Linked DNA regions of Zea mays: region 2 is linked to region 1. A link is a contact called in public Hi-C data. All regions are on one chromosome and are shown on one strand. Each heading gives the region's core, a stretch centred on a gene start, on an enhancer-like site or on the middle of the called end of the contact. The rest is flanking DNA. Distances are from core to core; before and after follow the strand shown.

Region 1 (6,950 bases), core at 2,005-4,504:
TAGTTACCAACCGTAAAGTTGTAGATAACGCCAAGGTCTACAATTTTATTATAAAACCCCTCATTGGACTTTACATGAAAAATTATGAATATTTTTTTACACAACTACTTCTTTAATTGGCCTCTTACTAATGTGCCCTAGAAATGAATCCTTCCATTGCCCACCTAATTAATAGTCAACTTTAGAGAAGAACATCTCGACAATTATGCCTTTTTAATTAATCAATAGTCATGTGTCTTCAGACAACCGCCTCTATATATAATTAATTGATGGAAACGAAGGACACATGTCTTTATAAATATTGAACGGAGGCTGGAGTTTGTCTAAGACTGGCCTTATCCTTACGGAGGCGGCTTCTAAAAAATCTATATCAGAAAAAAAAAAGTAGGGAAATAAGTTGGCAGATCATCGGCATGGATATTATTTATTGGAGTCGGTTGTGCAGATTCAAATCAAGTTGAACTTAGCACTTTTAAGTGCATGAGGGATTTAGATGTCAACTGCACTGTTTGTGTCGACTTTAAGTACAAAACTAAGGATCCTAAATTCCTAATATGTATTTGATTCCAGTGATCAATACAAACTGAGTTCATTGATGCTTTTCCCTCTTCAGGGCTATGTAATACAAGCCTGGCTATTATTACCTTTGTATGTGATTAATGAGCAAGGAGGTAGAACAATTAGTGAGGGTTTGGGACGGTCACACTCTTATGTTGTCTTTTAGAAGACACGTTTCAGAGAATTACATAGATATGAGCTAGGGGCTAGATAGCTTGATTGAAGGTATCTTAATAATGAGTATGATCAGATTATGTGGACCTTTTCTTTTCTGATGGTGTATGTGCTATGCAGAGTCCTTGTATGCAATAAATAACTGTGGGGGAGTTTAGTTTTCCCTGTTTATGGCAGTTAGGTTAGGTCTGGAAACCTAAAAATACCACCAAGAGTTCACTTCTTTTCATATGGTTACTGTCTAACCATGGATTGCTTACCAGGGATAACGACCTTGCCAAGACGAGGGAGCTAGGTTAATGGCCGTCGTCCTTCCCGTGCTGTTCTGTGCTGAAAATGAGTCCGTTTCACGCACTTGTTCTTTGGTTGTTGTATCTCCAGAAATGTTTCGAGCTTGATCTCAAACATTTTGGGTTAGAGTTGGAGTACTTGCTCCTCGTTTCCTACCGTGGAACTCACGAGCGGGCCAGAAAGCTGGACATCTGATGCATGGTGGGACATTCTGCCTGGCTACAGCCAGGGCCGTGTCAGACTTTCAGCCCAACCCACGGAAGGAAAACGAGTAGTAGTCCAATACGAGTCGATGATGAGGATGATTAGACCGAGAGGAACTACACGAAGTAAAATAAAAGGCTCGCAGATATCCATAACTTTAAAGAACATACATGTAAATGATTGTACTACACAAAGAAACATTTTTTCGAGATTTTTCAGCTCTCTCTATCTGCACAGGCTTACGAGCAGTATCTTGAGCTAAATGAGGCATAGGGGCAAATCACTGTGACCAATGCAAAGAACATTTGGAAATTTATTTGGGGTTCAGAGATTTTCTCTACAAAGAAGACTTACAGGCATCTTATGGGACATATTCAAGTTCACCACATTTTCAAATCGCTTTGGAAAAATAAATGTCAACCAAAGCATAAAGTTTTTTATTGGTTGTGGCTGAAAAACAGACTGAACATAAGGAATATGCTGAGGAGGAAAAACATGACACTTGAGTCATACACGTGCGAAAACTGTATCTGGCAAAAAGAGGAAACACTATACCATCTCTTCCTCATATGCAACTTTGCTAAGGCCTGCTGGAATTCAATTGGTTTGACGCTATTGGGGACTTGTTCTCAAATACTATGAATCAATAACAAGGCAACACAAAATGTTAAATATCAACGCCCTTCGTCCTTCGAAACATTATTTCCCTTAGGATATAATGATCTTCAGACGAAAGTCATGAAGGACATACCTTCGAACATCGAAAGTATGAAGGTAATAGAAGGAAGTGTGTAAAATACAAAAAGATAACATAAACAGTCATATAGCATTATCAACTCATCTTCATTATATTATCATGAGAAAATAAAAACAATATTAAATTACACTTTGTACCTTCGGCTTGAAAGACAACAAAGGTACGAACGTGATGCAAAAGCAAATGTCAAGTCAGCGTGAACAGTACGGGAGCACTGTTCATCTATTTATAGGCACGGGACGCAGCCCATGTAAAATTACACCCATGCCCTTTACATGTACTAATGACTCTAGTGATCCATCGAGGTCTAAATAGCCTTTTCCCTTTTAAGTCGGTTTCCTTTTCTGCTGTCATGCCGAAGCTCCCTTGCGCGTAGCTTCGGCGCTGCATCAACCTTCGTGTTCTTTGTGCTTCTTCCACTGTGGTTCTGATTCGAATTCGAAGATACCTGTTCATATATTACAACTCCAGAAACATTGTTAAATCATGTTTTTGAGAACCTTCGGAAGACGAATGCCCCCAACAGACGCCTCCTAGAATTGCTAATCCCGAGGAGGCTTCGGCAAATCTCAAACAACAACTCAATGTTCCCTTCTCTATGGAGATAGTTATCCTCATGACTTGGAGCATTTGGATGTGACGAAATGCATGGTTATTTCAGAACAAAGATCCAACGGTACAGCAATGTAAACATGAATTAATAAAAGAATTACTCCTGGTCATCCATAGAGCTCGGGTAAGATTCGATTCCTCCATTCCTGACTGGCTTCAGCAATGGCAGTCATAACTAACCATTCCCTTGTGTAATATGACTATCTGTATGCTCTAAACTGTAATTTTCTAGTTTTAATAAATTTTTCAGTAGGGTTCCCCCCCTCCTGTTCTCTAAAAAAAAGAAACATTTTTTTAAGAAAACAAAATAAAATATACACCATGTATATGAATGTATCTAATAAATGACATGTGTATACATATATACCGCATGATTATAAATTATTTTGTTTATAAAATAATTACAACTCTATAATTATCCGTTGCATGTGTACTACCATATCCGTTTACTAGATCCGCCCCTGCCCACATCATCGGCAGTTAGTTTAGTTAGTTCCAACTTTTAAGCACGTCGGTTGCTATATACTAGTACGTACTGTATTTTCGATCTTCTCTTAACAGAAAGATCAGTCCATTCTCTAGCTCGTAATAGGATATCAGATCGATAGTAGCCTCTCTCATTCACCAGGAGTCACTCTCGATTAATCTGCAACGTCGATGGTCATGGAGAGAGTCGTCATCGCTGCCGTCTTCCTTCTCCTCTTCTCATGCCAACCATCTGAAGCGGGCCGGGTCGTCGTCCGGCGGCCGCCGCCGACGCTGGCGAGGCGGCAGCGGCACTACACCTCACCGCGCGCGGGCGGCGACGGTGGTGGAGGCGTGTCCGTGCCGCCGGCGGTGCAGTACGAGACGCGGTGGTACACGCAGCGGCTGGACCACTTCAACTCCGCGCCGGCGAGCTACGCGACGTTCCAGCAGCGGTACCTGGTCAACGACACCTTCTGGGGCGGCCCGACCGCGCCCATCTTCCTGTACGCCGGCAACGAGGGCGACGTGGACCTCTTCACCAACAACACGGGGTTCATGTGGGAGTCGGCGCCCCGGTTCCGCGCCTTGCTCGTCTTCGTGGAGCACCGCTACTACGGCGAGTCCATGCCGTTCGGGGGCACCAGGGCGGCCGCGTTCCGGGACGCCCGCACCAAGGGCTACCTCACCGTCACGCAGGCGCTCGCCGACTACGCGTCGTTCGTGCTCAGCCTCAAGGCCAACCTCAGCGCGCCGGCGGCCCCCGTCGTCGTCTTCGGCGGCTCCTACGGCGGCATGCTGGCCGCGTGGATGCGCCTCAAGTACCCGCACATCGTCATGGGCGCCGTCGCGTCGTCCGCGCCCATCCTCAGCTTCTACGGCATCGTCGACCCCTACGCCTTCTACGACCGCATCACCGACGACTTCAAGGTATATATGAAATTATCTGCATGCATGCATGGTTTGGGTTCGATTCTTTTTTCTTGGTTGCCACCAGAGCGAGAGCAAGCACTGCTACGACGTGCTCCGGAAGTCGTGGGACGTCCTCGACGATGCGCTCGCCACCAAAGAAGGCCAGGCACAGCTGAGACGTACATTCACCATGTGCAAGTGAGTTCTTCCACTACTGGATCCCGGATTCCCGGTCAAGTCGATGGCATTATTATTATTATTATATATATATATATATATATACGCTGATACGCACATGCATGCATGCGCCATGCAGTGGAAGTAGCGTGCAGGACATCCCGTCTCTGCTGGAGAGCGCGGTGGTGTACGCGGCCATGACGGACTACCCGACGCCGTCGGGGTTCCTGACGCCGCTGCCGGCGTACCCAGTCCGCGCCATGTGCCGCGCCATAGACGCCAGCCGGGCGGAGTCGGCGGAGGCGAGCTCCGGCGCCGCCAACGACGGCAACAGCAACAGCACCGCCCAGCTGACGCTGTCCCAGGTCCGGGACGCCATGGACGTGTACTACAACCACACGGGCGCGGCGGCGTGCTTCCGCGCCGAGGAGGACGACGACCCCCACGGCATGTACGACGGGTGGAACTGGCAGGCGTGCACGGAGGTGATGGTGATGGCGTACGGCATCCGCGACGGCGGCGTGCTGCAGCCGTCGCCCTTCAACTTCACCGACGTCGTCGACAGCTGCCGCAACTACACCGGGCTGCCGCCGCGCCCGTTCTGGATCGAGACCGAGTTCGGCGGATTCGTAAGTGGCGTCTGCTGGGGCTGAGCTGGGCTGGGCTGGGCTCAATTGCTTGCCGTTCGACGATGCTTTGGGCTGGTTTCGGGCTTCGTTGGCGTTTCTTTTCTGTTTTGTCTGTCAATATGTGTATATAAGTGGTTTCTTTAATTTGTTTCAGGATATTGGGAATGTCCTGAAGAAATCTGCTAGCAACATCGTCTTCTTCAACGGGCTGCGGGACCCGTGGAGCACTGGAGGGTAATGGCCGACTTGAAAATGAATTCAAACAAAATTTTCCGAGAGGAATATAATAAAAAAACCCAGAGTTTGTTACATTTTTCTTTTCCTCTTGGCAATTCGCAGCGTACTGAAGAGCATCTCTGACAGCATCATTGCGCTGGTGGAGCCCAAAGGTGAGTGAGCAATTTAGCTTTCTGCATTCCTTGTAATGTATTCGACTATGCGTGCATGTGTTTTGCCTGTCTATTTAATAAGATCTGTACATTGTTTAAAACAACATATATATGGTGTACATCGCAGGGTCACACCACGTGGATCTGAGATTTTCCAGCAAGGAGGACCCTGAGTGGCTGAAGCAGGTGCGAGTGAAGGAGACCAGGATCATAGCGCGCTGGCTCAAGCAATACTACAGCGACGAGGGCATTGCAGCCTGAATTCATCTTCTTTTAATTTTCCTCTCTCTCTCTCCCTCCCTCCCCACGTGTTCTTTGATGTCACGTAGATTAGGCAGGCTAGTCCTGATTCATAATCTCATTTTACTAGGTTTTAAAGGTATCGTACCCTGAATGGCAGCCATAAATAGATCTACAGAGAAATAACATCCCGTCCAATGCATAAGGATCATATTATCATGATTTGTTTGGGTGTCTGAAACAGACCTTATTAGGCTTTGTTTGGTATATTATATGCGACGCTGCCGCCTCTGTGCGGAGAGAGAGAGGGGGGAGAGAGGGAGAGAGAGAGAATGAGTGAGAGAGAGAGGGAGAGAGAGGAGAGGGATAGAGAGAGGAGGGAAGGAGAGAGAGAGAGGGAGAGAGGAGGGAAGGACAAAGAGAGAGGAGAGGAAGAGAGAGAGAGAGAGAGAGAGAGAGAGAGAGAAGGAGAGATCAGTGGCGGAGGACGAAAACAAATTTAGGTATGGCTCTAGACAACTATCTTGTGTCGACTGGCGTGTCCAGCGGGGCGGAATCCGGTGGGGTCGTGGGGGCGTCAACCGTCAGGTCGGACTCCGGTGGATGCAGGGACGCAGTCCGGTGGCCGGCGGGCTGGCAGGCGGAGCTCGGCGCGTCGTGCGGGATAGCGGGTTGGCAGGCGGAGCTCGACGCGTGCTGCCGGCGCGTGTTGCTGGCTGTCGCCGCGGCTGGAACCTGGAAGCGGAGCTCAGCGCGTGCTGCCGGCTGCCGCCGCGGCTGGAACCTGGAAGCGGAAGGCCTCGGTGGGCGGAAGAGGAAGGCAGCAGCTGAGCGAGTGAGTGGTCTCGGGCCTCGGCGACTCGGCAGCTCGGCGGCTCGGGCTCGGCGGACGGCGGGCAAAAGCGGAAGGCACAGACGCACAATGGATGGCCGGCTGAGCGGACGGCAGTGATAACGGTTTAGGGAATTAGGGTTTAGATACTGGGCCGGTGGACCTGCTTTGTTTTTTTTTGGTATGGCTTGGGCCATAATAAGCCATAATGGGCCCTCCGCCCCTGGGAGAGATGAGGGGGGCTAGAGAGAGAGAGGGTTCTATGCTTAGTGTGTTCATATATGTGATAATGTAATAATGAGAGCTATACTTAGTCTATACTTGGTGTATTCATATATACTTAGGGTTTTATACTTAGAGTGATATTGTGATACTTAGAGTTCTATACTTAGTCTATACTTGATGTATTCATATATTTGTTGGGACAAAGCTTTGTTTTACTTTTTTAGAGTATTCATCCAATACTTGGTGTATGTGTTCAATATGTGTGTCTACATACATACATGCTTGGAGTATTTAATATGTCGATATCCATTTTATTTTTATCCGATCCAATCCATATCTGATGTGATCCGAACTTGATAATATTTGTATCTGATCCGAACTCGATAATATCCATATCAACAAAACTCGATACGTTCTATATGACTCTCTCTATCTATATGTTCTATACGACTCTCCCTCTCTATATGTCATATACGACTCTCCAT
Region 2 (6,950 bases), core at 1,556-4,055, 470 kb before region 1:
TGCTTTGTTTCATAATGATAAGAGATATCAATATTACAACAGCTGAGCAATTGTTAATTTGGAAGACCTTGTTGAAGACACCAGCATCAATTGTTCTGATTATCTACTATTTTCTTTGTGTATGGCGTAACAAGGCAGGTCACATTCTCGAAGCACCGTCGTGGCGTCTTCAAGAAGGCCACGATCTCTTCGTGCTGTGTTGTGGGATGCCGATCTTGTTGAAGACACCAGCATCAATTGTTCTGATTATCTACTATTTTCTTTGTGTATGGCGTAACAAGGCAGGTCACATTCTCGAAGCACTGTCGTGGCGTCTTCAAGAAGGCCACGATCTCTTCGTGCTGTGTTGTGGGATGCCGATGACACACTCATTTCTTTGTTTCTTGCAAGATATGCTTAATGTTCCATTAAAAACAAACATGTTCAAAGTTCAAGTGAGTATTATCCTCTTCGTTGCGGTGGAGTGAGAAGACGACACTGTGGCCTGTGGGCCTTCTCGGTTCCGTCTCTCCTATGGCTTCCAGGCCTACACCTCCTCGGTCCTCTTCCTCCAGCAGCTCAAGGTACTGCCTAGAACCCTTGTTGCTACTCTTCTTCATCCTTTAGCCGTCACTATTTGTTTTGTCTTCCCCCCTTCACGCACGTTATTGATACCTATGTAACTCCTTTCACTTTGAATTTTATCTTTTTGTTGGTGTTGAATATATTATTGTTCCTTCATATAGTTTGTGTTCTTTGATAATGTGATATGTAATGTTTGGTGTTGATCGACTTGACATGATTAAGGGAATATCACAAAAGAATCCGGCATTTGAAAAGTTTCATGAGGAAAACCCAGACTGGAACGACCAAGTTGTCCTTCTGCAAATTGTTGTGCCAACAAGAACTGACGTCCCTGAGTGTATGTGCTCCTATGTTCATGAACTACATATAATCTCATAAATTTAACTGCAATTCTTCCTTTTCCTTTTGCTCCTATTCGTGCAGCTGCATTATTTAGTAAAAGACAAAGGAAGAGTTCGCTCTGCTAAGAAATATTTCCAGGAAGGTGCTAGACACTGAATAAGTTGGTGGCATTTTTCATGAAAAAATTGTTGACTTATTATTAGCCATTTGTCTACACAGGTCATAATCAAATGGGTTTACATGGAGGAGATCTCAACAGAGCTCTTCAATCTCAAAGTTAATGTCGTTTGTAAACCCCTTCTAGTGTTACCTCACAAATATCACTAAAGTCTTAGGGTGATTAGTTTCACGTCTTCTGCTTGAATGGTTCCTAACTGATGCACAAATAACTTAATGGCCAACCTCTGTCTATGTTGGGTCTGCAATAGATAAATCCTTACATGTTAGGTTGATTGGAAAGCTTTAGCGAGGAATTGATGATCAAGATACATAGGATCTTCAAGCTTTAGTTTCCTTTATTTGCTAAATTTGGTTTGTTGATCTGTCAAAATCTTGTGTCAATGTTTTCATTTCTTCTTGCAACTAGGAATGCATACCCTCTGTCATGAGAAGAGTTGCTTCAATTTGCATACGCCTATTGCATTCATCTTGCAGCTTGAAATGGACATGAGACTGTTTTATCCAACCCAAACATGTCTTACTCCATTGGCAACAGCCATTTTTGTTATGATCTGTAACTGCAGGCGATAAGAATGCTGGGTGTTTGTGTGCGGGCAATAAGAAGGCTGGGGGATTGGTTCCACTCCGCATGCAACGACACGGGACGCGGGTAACATTGGAAGACCAGCAGAACATCAACCGCTTCGGTTGCCTCAGCACCCGCCTCCACGAATTCCAGGAAAAGATCAAGCTTGCGAAGGTGGATTCCTTGACATTTTGAGTTCACCATTTCGCAGCCTTTGAGCAGATTTATATTGTGTTGCTTTATCAGTAGACGTGATTTTGTGTTTAGTTCAAAAATGTTCATATAGTTTACAAACTTTTCAATCAGTAAAATCGGTGCCTCCTTAAGACCACTTGGGTTATGGCTCGTTGTCAAGATGAAGGCACCAGTAGTCTTTGATCCCTTTTGTTCATGTGTTTATGGACTCAGGAACGCCTTCAGGAAGGGCAATGGCGTGTCCAACTCCATTGGCATCCTCCTGCTCTTCATCTACCCTGTCTGGACCGGGGTGCTGCAAATCCTGTAGGCGCGGTTGCCTCCGTGTTCTCTGCTGTCCAGGCATCCAGCTCCGTTGCCGTTCGTCTCTTGTGCAAATGTTTCTTCTATGGTGAATTGGTGATCGTGGTTCTGTGCTATCGGGGTTGGATGCGTAATGTATGCTTGAGGTAATCAGTTGGACCCGTTGCTATGGTGGTGGACAATTTTGTTATCTCATTTGTTGTAGTTCGATGTCTACATTTGGTTTGTTCGAGTACATAAACACCAATAAAATCATTCGAGTACATAAACGCCGCCAATAAAATCAATAGTGGTGGCTTGATGTAGATCGAGATGTTATTTTATCAGGCGTGTAAACCCTTGTCGCTTCTGTTAAGTTGTCGCAAGTTTGAGGATGGATGTTTATAACAACTACTGTATATCATTTGATGCTATTTCTGAATATGATGTCGCAAGTTTGTGGTCCGGCATCCGCGCACGGCGCGCACTGTTGTCCTCTACACCTGGCTTCCAGTTCCAGCCGTCCGTTGATTTTGAATTTTAGTGAAAATTGTACACCAGAATATATTCCCTGTACTGACGATATGTTTCCGTTGCAACGCACGGGCATCCACCTAGTATATATATATACACACACCTCCTCTGCTTCTTTCCGTCATACATCATCCACATTCCACACACTTGCATAGTTGCATTATATGCAAGCAGGCATGCACCACGCACCAGGGCAGCGTGCAAGCAATTACCAGCAGACACATCACACAGAAGCTAGAGCACATCACGGGCGGGCGCCGGCGATGTCGTCGTCAACACCGAGAGAGCGAGGCGGCGGGAGGCAGTTCCCGGTGGGGCGGCGCCGGTACGCCCCGGTGGCCGACGCGGGGTGCGGCGGGTGCCGCCCGACGACGTCGAGGCTGCTCCGCCTGCCGTCCTTCCTCAAGCCCTGCAGCCAGCTGTTGGGTGGGGGTGGTAATAGCAAAGCTGCCGCGACGACGACGACAAGGAGGAGGAGTGGTGGCGGCGCCGCCGCCGTCGGTGAGCATTACTCCTGCGCCTCCACCTCTACCACGGCTTCCTTCTCCTCGTACTCCTCCTCGTCGTCGGCCGCCACGCGCAGCACGGGCGGCTACGCGGCGTCGTCGGCGGCCTACTCCTCCTCCGACTGCTGCTACTACTACCACTGCCACCCGTCGCGCGTCGTCGTGTACGGAGCTGGACCCACCGCCCCCATGCAACAGTACCAAGACCCAGCGTCGTCGTCGCTCCACAAGCAGCAGCAGCAGGAGCAGGCGTCACCAGCTCGCGCGGCGCCGTCGGCAGTCGGCCATAATAATAAGAAGAAGAAGATGAGGAGGAGGGCGGCGGAGGACGGCGTGGGCGTGGGCGTGGCGGTGGAGAAGGAGTCGTCGGACCCGCGCGCGGACTTCCGCGACAGCATGGTGCAGATGGTGCTGGAGACGGGGCTGTGCGACTGGGACGGCCTCCGCGGCATGCTCCGCCGCCTGCTCGCCCTCAACGCGCCGCGCCACCACGCCGCCATCCTCACCGCCTTCGCCGAGGTCTGCGCGCAGCTCGCCGCCGCTCCTCCTCCTCCTGCGCCGTCGTGCCAGTACCGGCGCTGCTGATGGCACATGGCAGCGTCCACCCACCACCCTACCCCGCTCGTGCCGTCTGCTAGCTGTAACGGACGGACGGACCTGATGGCGACAACAGGGCTATGCGCTTACAAAGTGCAGATTTTTAACTGTGGTTATTAGTCAGGAGATTAAGCTAAATCAAGGACAGATAATAAAGTGGCGTGGCAGCAGCGTTATTAGGCTACCACCATGCATGCATGTTCTTGAGATCCCAGGTAGTAGTAGTTGCCCCGATCTTTTGGTTTGTTATTTTCAGTCGATCTCGCAGTTAGAATTGTGTGTGTGAGGTTGTGCAGTGCAGTGCAGTGCACTTGTGCTTGCTTGTGCTGTGTGTATACTATGGGACGACATGGCCTTTCCAAAAGCATGAAGAGGCCACCCATGTGTATCATCCATAATCTGTACACGTATGCATGTTGTGACTTGTTGAATTGTACGTACGCTTGTGTTTATGTAGTATGTTTGCGTTAAAAGTTGGTGTGTATGTATGATTAGTGAATGAGAACTAACTCCACTCTTCTACGCAAGGTATACAACACACACACATGGCGTAGTGTGGTGTCCGGCTCACGAACCGAGACCAAGGCGTAGCTAGGATTTTTTCATAAGGTATGCCATAATAAAGTTTTTATAAATAGTTTAGTATAATCTATAATGATAGGATGTACTCGCGTAACCCTATGATGCTGCTATTTTTTTTTCTATTGGTGATACTGTTGCATGTTACTTAAAGCCCAAACCTGCACCACTGCGAGAGCTGAACTGGACATGCGCTGCATTTTTTGCTGAATTTGGTGGGCTGGTGGCTTGGTGGGCCGGCCTATAGAGTATGTCATGGCCCACCCGGACCACCCATCAGCTACGCCAAACCCATGTGTCACATGTCAAAGACAAGGAGGCGCACGGCGGCGCAGACTTGACAAGTCAAGGCACGGGCACACGACGACGACGACGTCCAGCCATACATGATCTTTGATACCTCAATTTAGTTGCGCGTTTAGTGTGTTAGAAATGCCATTGTTCATCTTCATCTAGCTAGAATAATAATCAGTTCTCGATCAAGAAAACCCAATTCATCTTCATAGCTCTGGCAATCAGCTCTGCTCCTTGTTTGTTGTGCGGGAAGCAAACTGAACTCAATTAGGTGCTGTTTGGTTGGTTATAGTTAGTTAGTTAGTTAGTGATTTGGTCGCGTCTTCAAAATATGGCCTAAAAGGCTAAAAGTTGGAACATGGCACATGCGCTTAATGTAACCCCACGCGTATCAGCCGGCAGATATGGATGCAGCAGGTGAGATCGAGCTTTGCCTTTCGCAAAAAAAAAGAGAACTTTGCCGGCATGGGCCGGGCCCAGAACCACGTGAACTCGGCCTCAGTCGGTAAAATTCGGTCCCATAGCGAACGCACACAGCCCGTGTGGAACGGCCGCCGGCCCAACCCAAGTATTTTCAAATATCTGATCTGGAGCGCCCAGCTCCGGCTTGGGCTGGAGGGTCTTAAATGCGCCACTGGAACCGATGATGCTTTCCTTCCCTGGGCAAAATATTTGCATGTCAGCTGCCCCTTGGAACGCTCAACGCCCCTAATTCCGATGCAACGCAGGCACTGGCAGGCAGTTGCACTCACTTTAAAGAAACACGCAGTCAATTGAATTACTCCTCTGCCCTTCCGACAGCAGTGTATTGTTTGTATGGCATGGTTTTCGAACAACACCAACTACCAATGCTACTCTTCATTCATTAGTAAAGAATATGAGAGAGAGAAAAAAACCATGGTACTCGATGGTATAAATTTTTGACTACAAATAACTATTTTATTATTTAGTTTTAAAACTTAATGTTTATATAAGTGGATTTGTCTTAACAAGTAAGAGTTTATTTATATTTTAAAGAAAAAATCAGTTAAAGTTATATTTTTTGGAGACCATGTCTGTGTCCTAAACGATAACTAATAGAAAATCGTAAAACATAAGTGTTGTCGCAACACTGGGCATGCATGCACGGCCGCCCAGACATGAATGCAAGGATTCTGCTGTTTAACTTCGAAAATAATTCAAATATTAGAAATGTTTCGGAGGACCGATTCATCAAGGGGCCGGCACACGCATCATGATGGGCTGGTGGTACTTTGCCGTACTAGCAAGTAGGAACAGCACGGCCGGCGTCTGCAGCTAGAGCTGATGTATATCTAACTGTACGCGTACTACGCGGCGGGCGCGGTGGTACAGTACAGCACAAATGAACGGCCATGGCGCCGGTCGAGGGCTCGAGGCCGGGGCCGGCCGGCCGGCTGGCCGGCGGACGCTAGTATAGCGCCACACCCACACACGCAAATACAACGTCTCGTCCATGATGAGCACAGCAAGAAAACAAAAAGGTGCTGGGTCGACATGTGCTGCAGCAAGAAACAAAAAGTGGTGGATCGGCTGCTGCCGCCATTTATGGCGGCCGAGCAAGATCAGATCGGAGGGGGCCGGGGTCCCGTTCATGCGTCGAAGATGGACGTGGCTCGACCGCTTGCCCGGCGCGCGCCGGGCTCACGAGCAGTCGAGCTCGAGCACGGCCGACGCAGGACCTGCCAACTGCCATGCATGCAGATGCACTAGTACTAGAGGCAATGCAATGCAATGTAAAGGCAACGTCCTCGTCGTCCGCGCGTGCGACGGCGCCCGGCCTACTGGTACCACCATCACATCGCTTCCATGGAAGGAAAACCTGTCAGTCTAGTAGATATGACGAGTTAGCTGTAGAGATTTGCCTCACGTACGTACGTGGACGGATCCGATCCTAGGATGGAAATTGCTGTACACATACGCGGAAATTCACTGGAGGTTCCCAATCACTACTCTTCCAAAATAAAATTCGTTTTACCTTTTTTTATTTACTCGTACAGTAATTAAAATACTCCAACAGCTACTTGTTTATTACCCTAAACCCTAACAAATGTGCGCGTCGCCAACTGCCTTTTGCCATCTCGTTGACGCCACACAGATCCCTGACATCGAGTGGAAGCAATTGAAGGAGGGGTACGGTTGCCTAGGGCCAAAACCAAAACCGGCCTAGCGGTTTGTTTCCTAGTTGCTCATTATTCTAGTTTTATTTTGTCAATGCTTTGATTAAAATAATTGATGCTAAACTTTATCAATTTTTTGTTAACAAATATTGTTCTTTTATTTTCTGCATATTG

What was found. A called contact is a pair of places that touch in the nucleus more often than the background predicts.
Region 2: a contact with region 1 is called in a Hi-C map of tassel, with 2.6 times the contacts expected there. The contact joins the promoter of LOC100285077 here to the promoter of LOC103655810 in region 1. A contact is called at or near these places in 2 of 25 Hi-C or Micro-C datasets (ear and tassel).

What each region holds. Positions count from the first base shown.
Region 1 is chr4:195,987,075-195,994,024 of Zm-B73-REFERENCE-NAM-5.0, reverse strand. It overlaps LOC103655810 (lysosomal Pro-X carboxypeptidase), which reads left to right and starts at 3,254. Exons shown (of 7, transcript XM_020552289.1): 1 at 3,254-3,991; 2 at 4,059-4,171; 3 at 4,290-4,446; 4 at 4,501-4,779; 5 at 4,934-5,013; 6 at 5,119-5,168; 7 at 5,296-5,630. The coding sequence starts at 3,254. The coding sequence ends at 5,429.
Region 2 is chr4:196,460,233-196,467,182 of Zm-B73-REFERENCE-NAM-5.0, reverse strand. LOC100285077 reads left to right here and starts at 2,805. Exons shown (of 1, transcript NM_001165759.1): 1 at 2,805-4,220. The coding sequence starts at 2,827. The coding sequence ends at 3,753.